2 separate regions of the Muntiacus reevesi genome follow, and region 2 is linked to region 1. The links are chromatin contacts, called in public Hi-C maps. All regions are on one chromosome and are shown on one strand. Each heading gives the region's core, a stretch centred on a gene start, on an enhancer-like site or on the middle of the called end of the contact. The rest is flanking DNA. Distances are from core to core; before and after follow the strand shown. Region 1 holds the start of TBCCD1 (TBCC domain containing 1). Region 2 holds the start of SENP2 (SUMO specific peptidase 2).

The links. Hi-C and Micro-C count contacts between places; a contact is called where the count stands out from the background.
Region 2: a Hi-C map of muscle shows a contact between it and region 1, with 4 times the contacts expected there. The contact joins the promoter of SENP2 here to the promoter of TBCCD1 in region 1. A contact is called at or near these places in 2 of 3 Hi-C or Micro-C datasets (blood and muscle).

Annotation. Positions count from the first base shown.
Region 1 is chr8:58,693,319-58,695,922 of mMunRee1.1, forward strand. It overlaps TBCCD1 (TBCC domain containing 1), which reads left to right and starts at 1,317. Exons shown (of 7, transcript XM_065942884.1): 1 at 1,317-1,411.
Region 2 is chr8:59,602,795-59,605,398 of mMunRee1.1, forward strand. It overlaps SENP2 (SUMO specific peptidase 2), which reads right to left and starts at 1,309. Exons shown (of 17, transcript XM_065942272.1): 1 at 1,022-1,309. The coding sequence starts at 1,122.

The DNA.
Region 1 (2,604 bases), core at 67-2,566:
GTTTCCTTTATCTTTTTTTAATACATCAAGCTCATTCCTGGTTAGGGCCTTTATTCTAGTTGTTTTCTGCCTGAAACACTCTTCCCTCAGATCCTAACATGGGTACTCCTTTTTAAACTCAGATAACAGCTTAAAGTCACCACTTTATAGAAGACTTCCTTGACCAAGCAAACAAAATTAGCAACTGTTGAACCTCTGTTCTTACACTGCCCTGTTTTATTTTATTATTTTCATCCCTGCTCCTAACATTCACACATACTAGAATGCCAGTTTCATGAGAGCATGAATCTGGACTGTTCTCTTAACAGCTGTTTAAGACTGCAGCTTAGAACAGAGTCTGCTACGGTGTAAAAGTCGCTTTGACTGTGATCTTCCTGTGCTGGCTTCTTATTCTTCAGGTCTCAGCTCAGGTTTGGTATTCACTCCTTTCCCCAAATTTCGTAGCACTTACATATGAAAGTATTTTATTTTTTCCTAACGCATCATTTATTCTACCTATTAAAATATACACTCCAAGAAATCAAGGGCTTTGTGTTTTGTTCACTACTGTAATTCAAGTGCCTGACACTGCCAGACACAGTGCAGAGCTAAGAGGGAGACCAGGTTACTGCTTTCAGGAAGATGCCTACTAAGGGAGAGAGGCCACCTGCAAGAGGAGCTAAATTGCATTTTATGGTCTTATTTACCTCTGTATCTCCCACACCTAGAGGCCATAAACGAACTAAGCAAGCAGGAAATGGCCAAAAGTCATAAAATCAAAGTTTAGAGAAAGGAGTGATGTTCTTATACGAGGTGAAATCCAAAAAAAAAAAAACTTCTTAAAGGCAGTAACATGGAGGAAAAGCTAATAGTTAAGGAGCTCACCCTGGTCGCTCCCGCTTCAGATATTTAGCCTGGGTTTGTATCTTTGCTCGGTCACTGTGTTTACTTTCACCTCTCTAAACCCTAGTTTCTTCATCTGTAAAACAAGTGTACTTAGAGTGCTCTTAGGAAGACCGAGATAAGTTAAGGTGCTTTAATCAGTGCCCAGTTCATAGTATTCTATAAAAGTTAACTGTCACTTTCATTATTATTACTGATGAAAGCGTGCTGACCTTACCAGCAGCTAGTTGCCCACCACAGCTCTGTGGAGCAATAGAAAACTTTCTACTACCCTGAGTAGAATGGCGCGACTCCAGAAAGCAGCCAGATCTGGTTCCAGGTTCCAGCATCAAGGACTCTTGGCGCCAGCCAAGTGTTTCCCAGACCGCGGAAGAAGTATTGGGCCGCTCTAGCAATGTCGTGCGCCAGGTCTCGGTGGTGCGAGGCCTCGCGCTTGCGCAGGGGTGGGCGACGAGCGCGGGGCCGGTCTGGCGCGCAAGGCACGGCCGCACCCTGAGAGGTACAGTAGAACGGCCCCTTGGCTTCGCAGGTAACCGCTCGCCGGCCCGCGCCAGGGAGGGAGGAGAGGGACCATCTCGCTTCGGGCTCCGGCTGGGAAGACAGCCTTTGCGCTCGCCAGGTCTTGGGTCCTCTACAGACCCTGTCAGCTGGGGCTTCTCTGTTCCCGAACTCTAATCCGGGCGCGCTCAGGCTGCACATCCCGCGTCCCAACCTGGACCGCGTCCTACCGCGGACCGCGGATGAGGTGGCGGCGAAGCCTCGGGAGGACGGCCTTGGGCCTCACGCCGGTCTCCCCTCCTAAAAAACCAGGATCCCAGGGCATCCCAGGGGAGCTTTTGAAGCGGAAAGGAGCTTCAGTTTATGTTTATGAATTTAGCCGTCTCGAATTTCGTGGTTAGACTAGCGGGTTCGTCTCCAGTGAGCTTTTGATTGCTCGCTTTAGAGACAGGTGGACTACACTGGAGCGGACCAAGATCTTCCTCACAGAACTTGCATCGTCTGATTTTACTCAGAGACTTCAAAGATAGCTGTCATCCACCCTCTCACACCCTTTCTGGGGTTCATGCTTCCATGATTCTTCACCTGGCCCCTACGTGGCCCTCCATTTAAGACAACTCATTCTGGTAATTCTCTTCTGGATTCACTCCCACTTTCCAGATTCCCCTAAAACTGGGTTCCTAAAGTATTGATGTATATATTTGTAAGTAGCTCAGTTCTGAAGTCAGACGGACTTGAATTCTAGTCCAGGGCTCTCTGCCAACTCAAGTATGTGACTTTAGGTAAGTAATTCCCTTAAGTTTTCTAAGCCCCAGTTTTCTCATCTGAAAATGGGGGTAATCATATGTATCTCTAGGTGGTTGTAAGGATGAAAGAAGGTGAAGAGCATGAAATACTTAGAATGCTACCAGGCACATAATAAGCACTTAATTTATGTCCGTTATTTTTTGAACAGAGCATTCCCCAAAGAAGCACAGTTTTCTTAGAATCAAGTGCCAAACAAAAATAGCAGTAAAACTTTTTTTCATCCAGTCATAAAATGAAGGTTTTTAAAGTGAAGTTAATGCTGAGGCGTGCTTAATGAAAACCATTCCTTGGTCAACTGATGGAAAATTTGATATAATCATTTGGGAAAGCAGTGGACATATATGGCAGGAACTTGAGAAATGTCAATTACTTCATTTCACAAGTGCACATTTGAAAATTTTCTCTGGGAATTAATCA
Region 2 (2,604 bases), core at 59-2,558, 910 kb after region 1:
TCAAGCTCCAAGAAACCACCCTCTAATGATCTTGAGGCTTAATAAATGAAGTTAACAGTTGATCATTAAAAGTTGGGGGGGTTATGTACAGAATTGGTATGGTATTTTATTCTCTAGATTAATTCTTTTTTTTTTTTTTAATACTGGAGTGGGTTGCCATTTCTTTCTCCGGGGGATCTTCCCCACCCAGGGATCGAACCCAGGTCTCCCGCACTGCAGGCAGAAGCTTTAACCTCTCTGCCACCAGGGAAGGGAAGCCCCTCTAGATTAATTCTTAAAGAAGGTGGTAGACACTACGAAACTGGACAAACCAACAGGCAAATACTAAGAACAACTTTTAATTTCCCCCAAATTTTAACTTTACTTTTAGAGTATAGATTAGGGATCTTTTTGAAGAAATGAAGTACCATCTTTTTCTCATACCCTAATGCTAAAGCACAGGATCACTCTCCCTCCCTCCCCAGCAAAACACACACACACACACACACACACACACACACACACACACACACACGCAAAGTCTGACAGCTGCCTTCCAAACAAGACAGCTACTGTGTCTTGGTGCTAAGAGAACAGTTAAGTGTGGTCAAAACGGCTTTGCGCAAACTATGAAGTTCACTTCCCTTAACTGCACTTACCGCGCACAAATGACACTTGGGAGTGTGTTTTGTAAACAATGAGCCACACAAACACAGTATTCCTTCAACTTAAAGTTTTCAAGCTAAGAGCAGCAAAATATGATAAAAACCCCGTTTGTTGATAGAAGCCAGCTTGGACTCTAACAAAAAAGATATTCACCATCACCGATCACTGGCCCCTTCCATCATCAGGAGTCGCATCTGCACAGCGCCGAAGAGCAACTACGTCACCGGGACACCCGCGACCCGCACCTCTAACGCCTCCGTCCAGCTACCTGTTTCTGCCGAGCGGGGCCTGCCTGGCTGGATCACCGCTACGCCAGCCGAACCCGGGGTGGGGAAGGGGGAGAGCCAGGCCGTAGCTCGGGCCCCTCTCCTCTCACCTGTTCGAGCGCCGCCTCTTCAGGAGGGCCCTGGCAGGGGGCACCGGCCGGTCACAGAAACGGAAAATGGTGCCGAGAATCCTAACCAGCCATTTGTACATACCAGGCCCAAGCAGCAGCGGCGGCCGACACACCCCGAGACGCAAACCCCAGAGCTGTCGCCGCCGCTGCCGCCTTCGCTGCCTCGGCCACCGCCGCCACAGCTCAGTCGCCGACTTGTGACGCGATCCTAGGGCCCACAGATACAACGTCCCCAGGGCTACAGGCGGCCCCCGCGGGCCCCCGCTCCTGACGTCACCTCCTCCCGCCCGACCGGAAAGCATCTTAGCCCTCAGTCTGCGCAGGCGCAGTCTAGATCTCCACCTCCCTAGCCTAGCAACCTGTAAGCCTGGTCCTGGCCCAATCGCTCACGAGATCATAAGGGATGTGGGCGGGGTTTTCTCTTGGGCAGAGCCAGTCCTGAGGCTGCCCGCGGGACAAGGCCCACAGGCCGCACAGGGCTCTCCGAGCGAGAGCGAGCGCTTCCAGGCCTGGTAACCCAAGGGGTTTATCAGTAAATGTTTAAGTGCACGTTAATTAACAAATGTTTACGCTACTGAAAGTGAAAGTCGTTCAGTCGTATCCGACTCTTTGTGACCCCATGGACTATAAGTCCACGGAATTCTCCAAGCCAGAATACTGGAAGTGGCTAGCCTTTCCCCTTCTAATTTACCCTATCCTTTGTTTTGCGCATAGTTTATGCCTGGTATTTTACACGCAGTCACCTTCATTTCTCCCAGCAACGGCAGGCGATGCGGAGCCTTGTGTCCATTTCTGTTTTTTACTTTTTGTGTCTATTTTTAATAAGGAAATCGAGGCATACAGCGATTAAGTAATTATCTAAAGTCAAAGAGGTAGCTAGTGGCATAGCTGGAATTTGAACCGCGATCTGTGTACCAGCGCCAGTCCCTCGCCCTTGAGGTCTACTGGGAGAGATATGATTACAAATTACAATACAAGATAATTGGGTGTAAGTAAACTACGCTTCAATTAATTTTTAAAAAGATAATTGACTGCTGTGATAAAGGTGGGTACAAAGTGCAGTAGGAACCAGAGAAAGGAAAACAGTTGGCTATGGAAGTGAAGGACAGAACTCAAGGAAGGCCTCACAGAAACTTAAGGATGAAAAGTTATCTGCAGCCTACTAGTGCCCCCAGAGCTGGCAGGGAGTACTAACTACTCTCCCTCTCTTTTTTAGAGGTCCTAGTTCTGGTTAATTATCTACAACAGAAAAAGACCCATCCTTTTTAATGGAAAAGCAAGTCCCCTCCCCCAACACTCCTGAGAATCCTCAAAAAGTTTTTATGCCCTACAAAAATCCGTCTCTGTATGCACCTGATCCTTAATCTGATCCTCAATTCAGTTAAGGTCAGACTTCAGACTTGCCTGAACTTCAACATAGGCACTCCTCAGTACAGCATCATCCTTTGCTCAATAAACACTGTTCCTGGATTCTGCTGCAAGCCACCCGCTAGAGTCCCAGACCCACCAGCTACCCTACAGTGGCTACCATCACACTGGTCTGGGGAGATGGAAGCAGTTTC